Linked DNA regions of Mus musculus: region 2 is linked to region 1. A link is a contact called in public HiChIP or PLAC-seq data. All regions are on one chromosome and are shown on one strand. The core of a region is the stretch at or near the end of the contact, and the rest is flanking DNA. Distances in the headings are between cores, read along the strand shown.

Region 1 (2,854 bases), core at 139-2,638:
GTCCAAGATATGTGAAGTTGGTCTGGATACTTCAGACCCGGTCTCCAAATGAAACAGGCTGGCACTACCGATAGCCCCAATTCACAGGTGGAGAAACTGAGGCATTTGGCAGCACCCTAATTTGTTCAAGGTATCACAAATGAGCTAGCTAGCCAGCCTCCCCTCCAACACAGGCCAATCTGCCTAACTCCAGTAACTGCCAAGCAGAGGCACTCCTTTGAGAAGAGCTTTTGAAATTAGAAAAGAGAATATTTTCTTCTTTGGCTTCTCAGACCTGGTCCTCAGAGCTTAACACATTGTTTTAATTTGCCCCCCATTTTAAAAATGAGTTTTCATATAAGTGCTTAAGTTTAACAAGCTGTATGCTTAAAAGAAATGCACTCGAATGTGAATTGTGGTTGGGTCAAGGTGAGGAGGAAAAGAATTTTAAAGCGCTGAAGGAACCGCCAGAATTTTACCTGACAGCAAGAACATAGAGCCTTTCCAATAGTGATAATCAGAAGCATCCTTGGGTAACATTCTAAGCTCTAAAGATCTTCAAAGTGTGTACATACTAAGGGAAAAAAAAATACAGCACAGTGGTGGCGGCACATGTATGCCTTTAATCCCAGTCGAGGCAGGAGAATTTGAGTTCCAAGCCAGCCAGGGCTACACAGAGAAACCCCGGACTCAAAAAGCCAAAAACCAAAACTGAACCCCCAAAACCAAGCTCTAAAGACAAAGAGTTCCTCGCTGTCACATATATTCCAAGAAAGGGGATAATATTCCTTCTGTTTCCTTCCATGATGTCACTTTCTTAAGTGGTGTTACACAGCTGCACGCAGACGAGCATTTTGAGATACTTTGCAAACAAAATTAGGAAAATAGCTGCCACTTACCGACTCTGCACTAACCCATTTAACCAAAGTCTCAGAAAGAACAATTTAAACTGTGCGCGTGACTCTTCCTGCCTCCACTCCTGAGTGCCTGCTCAGAAGTGCAGCGTCCCCCCTCGCCCGCCCCCCCCCCGCCCCCGTGATCACAAGTGGGCTTTTGTGGGGGTGGACATTTGATTTCAGGTTTTCTCTGAGGTAATTTTATTACTCTGCGGGTCTCACCTTCCCTCCGCAGCTCTGTCACACCTACCCGGATCAATATTCCTGGCTCACACCTGGAGAAGGAGGCGGCTCAGCAGGAGTTAAGAAAGCACAGCTATTAAAAGCTGCCAAACCTTAGGCGCCGAACCACTGCAGTCCTCCGAGGCGTTTGTTTAAATGATCCAGAGAATCTGACATTTTGAGATACACCTAGTCACTTTGTAGACAAGGAAACGGAGGTAGAGAGAATAAAGCTGACTTGCCTGAATTCCTCCAGTGTCCAACACAGCGTCGGATGCAACACACTTCCAGCACACAGACCTTAGCCCCTCCCCACCCTACCCGGGCCTACTGTCCTACCTCATCTTCCCTGGCCTAGTCACATCCAACTCCACCCTATTTCTTTCCTCCTTTCTTTCCCCCCAAAAGGAGATGTTAGTAGGTAAAAACCCCACTTCTGGCCTCCTCAAAACGCTCGCCGAGAGCAGCCTGCTATCTCAGCGCTTGCGAGGCTATCGAGTTCAAGTCCAGCCTACGCTATATAGGAAGAGGCTGTTTCTAAAATAAAATTAAAAAGTAGCTTCAAAAGAAAACCTAAACTCGCACCATCCCTCAGCCAGGCTGGACCACTCGAAGGCAGCCAGTGTGGAAAAGGCAGGCGGCTGCAGGAGGAAGCCCTTAAGTAGATAATCGGTGATGGAGTTCAGCTGCGGCGCTTTGGTTAAAGGTGCCCTTCATGAAAGGCACTCAGGGCCAGAGTAGCTACTCCCAGGTGCACCGAAGAAGGAATGAGTCCAGTGTATGGCTGGCCTCCCCGAACCCCCCACATAGCTGCTGGAAAGGGTCTGTAAAAGTACTAAACCAATGAGGCGCACCCTCCCTCGCCCCCCTACCCCCGCGATACAAACTTCAAGTTGGAGGGGAGGGAGCAAAGCCGGGGCATCAGTTTCTAAACGTGTTAGCGCCTGGAAAGGACTCCGGACTCTCATAGGATACGTGGATGGGAAAAGCACTCTCACCTTTACTCGGGCTAGCTTCCCTGTCGCATGAGCTCCCCATTTGCAAATAGATGGAGCTTCAGAGCCGGGTTCCAGCCTCCAGCCCCCGTATTTTAGGAGGGGTAAATCAGGGCTCTGTATGGGACCCGGAAGGGAAAGGCTGGAGGGCCTGCCTGTAGAACAAATTCATTCCCTACCAATTGTAACCTGGGCTCCAAGGAACCCGACTGGAATCCAGTGCTCTCTGGAGACCTCCCCCACTCTCCCTGTCCCTCTCAAAGCACATTGCAGTCTCTGTAATCTACTGCACCCACAAGTATGTGGGCCACGTGGTTAAGGCTCAATAAGGCAGTAGAGTTTGATCTACCACAACCAACCTGGACAGCCAGCTAACTCTTCAGCCAGCCTCGCTCCAATCACCGGGGCACACCGGCTTGGCTGCCCAGGCTGCATGACCAAGGGACTGCCAGCCATCTTGGTTCCCTCCCCTGTGTCCTGGAGACCCAACTAGGCATAGGAGGACACTGTAGAGAATCACTGGCAGGTCTTTAGATGCTAACTTCCCAACAAAACTCCCACAACCAAGTGAGCGCTAACGGGTGCACCTGAGGCCATCAAACTAAGAGCCTCCTCCGGGGTTACCCCAAGTTCAGTCGCTTGACTGGACCCTATGTCTCTGAAAGGGACGGAAAAGAGTGAGGGCTACCAGTCACCCTTGGGGGGTGCCAGGAGACGGTGGGTGGTAGAGAGCTGGCCCACCTGGAGCTGCAGAAGTCAGGG
Region 2 (3,280 bases), core at 246-2,745, 330 kb before region 1:
CAGGGTAGCCAAGGCTACTTAGTGAGACCCTGTCTCAAACAACAACAACAACAACAACAACAACAACAACAACAAACCAAACCAAATCAAACCAAAAAGGACTCAAACCACAAGTTTAGGAGGAAAGTTTCTCCACGTTATTTATAAAGGCCTGAAACATAACACACGTATAAAATAAAGACTCAACACAAGGAAGTGATCAGTGGGACATTGTTAGATAAAATAAAAACCCACATCAGAAGCTGAGAATAATAATTCTGAAGGTTCTAATGACCACTCTCTTGTTCCGAAAATCTTAAACACGAAGAAGCCCAGTCTTCATTAAATTAACTGTTTACCCAGTCCTTACCGATACAGAGAAACTGGTTGAGTGTTCTTTATTTATTTTTATTTTTTTTTTTTAAAAGATTTATTTATTTATTATATGTAAGTACACTGTAGCTGTCTTCAGACACACCAGAAGAGGGAGTCAGATCTCGTTACGGATGGTTGTGAGCCACCATGTGGTTGCTGGGATTTGAACTCTGGACCTTCGGAAGAGCAGTCAGGTGCTCTTACCCACTGAGCCATCTCACCAGCCCCTTGAGTGTTCTTTATAATGGGAATATCATACTAGCATGTTCGAAGGTTCTGAATTCTTTTTTTGTTTGTTTGTTTGTTTTTTTTTCGAAACAGGGTTTCTCTGTATAGTCCTGGCTGTCCTGGAACTCACTCTGTAGACCAGGCTTCGAACTCAAAAATCCGCCTGCCTCTGCCTCCCGAGTGCTGGGATTAAAGGCGTGTGCCACCACCGCCCGGCAAGGTTCTGAATTCTTACAACTTATAAAATGGGACTATCTTGGACTTTTCCCATCGTCCTTTTTAAACTTGGGTGGCAGGACCTGAAGACAGCCATGGTATGACCTCCTCACCGGCTTTCCCACAACGATACCATGCCCTGCCCCACCGAATGTGTGACTATAATTCCATGCAACACAGACCTAAGACATTATAAGCAAAACAAAAAAACATCAAATGTTTCTACTTAGCCCATCGTGACTTCTGCAGTTTAAGAAACCAGTACATCAGATGTTTCTACTTAGCCCATCGTGACTTCTGTAGTTCTGATCAGTTTAAGAAACCAGTTGGTTCTGACCACTCACAGTCGCTCGTCTCTCAGACTGAGCATTCGCTTCATAGTCGCATATTTCCTTGTTTTCTTTTGCTTCCCCTTGAAACAGAAGTTTTCGAGTTAAAAAGAGCTGAAAACATCTTTTAAAGTTCTCTTCTATTTTTCTTGCCCCTCCCCAAACAGCACTCAGTCCCCCTCCCTACTCCCTTCGAACTAAGGCCAGAATGGAATTAAACAAACAAACAAACAAACAAACAAACAAGGAAGCACCGAGTCTATATCTGGCCAAAGGCTGAGCTCCCGTTTGCTCCCCAAAACTCTCTGACAAAGTTCTCCCACTCCGCTCACCATGTTCACGCCGCACTCCTGTTTCTTCCGGAATCGCTCGCAGCGCGACACTTTACGTCATCCTCACGCTCTTTCCGGCAAAGGCCAACCCGGAGGCGGAAGCTACTTTGGGAAACGTAAAAGCTCCGAGCCGGCTCCTAACGCTGGCGGAGATCGACACTGGAGATTTTTTTGGGGGGCGGGTGGAGGGTAGGATTTGTGCTGGATGAGGCCGCTGCTTCCTCGGACCCCAGAACTAGGACTTGGCCACGTTGCAGCCCCCGTTCGGGTAACGTTTTTCTTCACGCCGCAGCCGGAGGCAGAGCCCAGCCGACCGTAGGCACCAGAATTGCTGAAGGCGAGCGAGAGAAGAGGGGACGAGGGCAGAGGGGTCGGGAATCCTGGGCGTCCCATAGTTTGACAGTACATTCTGGTTTTCCTCTGGCACATCATTTCAGCCTTGGCTCTGTAGTTCAGCCTTGAGGCTCTGGTTATTGATTGGTTTTCCTCGCCGGCTTGGAACTTGTGAGGCTGGGCGTAAGATTCTTCGGAAAGAGAGGAATGTAATAGCGATGGAGGACATCCCCCCCCAATGTTCTCCCTCCGTCTCTGTCTGTCTGCATCTCTCTCTCTCTCTCTCTCTCTCTTCCCGTGTGTGTGTACGAGCACGAGCGTGCAGGTGCATCAGAGCAGAAATTCAGAGCAGAAGCCAGAGGAAGCTGCTTGTCTTTATCTTCCACTTTTTAGAAAACAGTCTGTCTTACCCAACCTGGAAACACCTCCACCTCCGGTTTTTGCTAGATTGACTGACCAAAAAGCCCCAGAGATACTCCCATCCCTGCCCTCCGGTGCTGGAGTGGACAAGCCCACTACTCCCCGGCTTGTTTTCTAACCAGATCCTGGGCAAACCAAACTCAGGGCTTCTTGCTTGGTCAGCAGGTATTTTACTCATTGAGCCAATTATCCCAGTCGCAGTGGCCTTTTTTAGACGATCACAAGAAAAACAGGTGCAGAAGCTTATATGTGCAACTACTTAGCAAGCCTGGAATGTGATGGGGAACAGTGCTCTTCGTTGTGAAGCCTGGTGTGCAGTCCTTAATGGGAGAGGGAGAATATGTGGGAATGAGAAAGCGAAACTGGGCAGTGTTTGGTTTTGTTTTCCGTTTGCTTGTTTGTCTTTGCTTTTAGGATGTATTCTAGTTGTTCTTAGCCATCCGGAGAGAGGTTTCTTTTACCCCTTGAGAGTCTGTGGAAGGCCAGGGACAGCTTTCCTGGAAGTGGATGTGCAGTTTATGAGACTTGTAGGCTATGTGAACTTCATCTTAGTTGACTCTTTTGATACCTTTGTTTTACCGATGTTGAAGCTGTGCCCTAGACGCTCAGAGGTCAGTTTGGTTCGCTTGTGATTTTCTTACTGCATGACACTGACCTAGTGTTACTGGGTTCAGAGGTGTTCGAGGTGTAACAGTGCGAGGCAGTGCATTGGTTATGGGACTCGGGCGTTTGACTGGCTGCAGTTCACTCCCTCTCTTGAGTTGCTTTATTTGCATTGCTTTGGGCCATCAGTTGGTGCCTCTGTTTCTTTGTGTATAAAGCTAAGCTCATCATCACAGCACCTATATTACCCAGACACCACTAGGACCGACCTGTGTTTTCATAGTCATAAGCATCGTCCCTAGAGATGCTTGCCATTAAAGTCTTTTCAGTCATTTCCTGTCAAGTTTTTCCAGCCCGAAAGGTTACACCACTTGAGTGTTCATGTGTTTTTTTACTATTTTGAAACTTGACCGTGTTGGCGAACCTCAGAACTCTTACTAAACTTTCAGGTCTCTATAACGGGTC

The links. HiChIP or PLAC-seq counts read pairs in DNA pulled down with a chosen protein or histone mark.
Region 2: an H3K4me3 HiChIP or PLAC-seq map of embryonic stem cells shows a contact between it and region 1, with 12 read pairs. The contact joins the promoter of Fcf1 here to the promoter of Vrtn in region 1. A contact is called at or near these places in 17 of 39 promoter capture datasets (the 3T3-L1 cell line, the C10 cell line, the HPC-7 cell line and 11 more), 3 of 15 datasets of contacts at CTCF or cohesin (large pre-B cells, pro-B cells and stem cell-derived epiblast-like cells), 12 of 484 Hi-C or Micro-C datasets (bone marrow-derived macrophages, cerebellum, cerebral cortex and 5 more), 10 of 115 datasets of contacts at active chromatin or transcription factors (the SCID.adh cell line, embryonic stem cells, large pre-B cells and 2 more) and 3 of 9 other capture datasets (embryonic stem cells, liver and pancreatic islet).

What each region holds. Positions count from the first base shown.
Region 1 is chr12:84,641,430-84,644,283 of GRCm38.p6, reverse strand. Vrtn (vertebrae development associated) reads right to left here and starts at 1,388. Exons shown (of 2, transcript NM_001033776.2): 1 at 1,340-1,388.
Region 2 is chr12:84,969,145-84,972,424 of GRCm38.p6, reverse strand. Fcf1 (FCF1 rRNA processing protein) reads right to left here and starts at 1,495. Exons shown (of 8, transcript NM_028632.2): 1 at 1,460-1,495; 2 at 1,143-1,210. The coding sequence starts at 1,462. It overlaps Arel1 (apoptosis resistant E3 ubiquitin protein ligase 1), which reads left to right and starts at 1,576. Exons shown (of 20, transcript NM_178065.5): 1 at 1,576-1,796.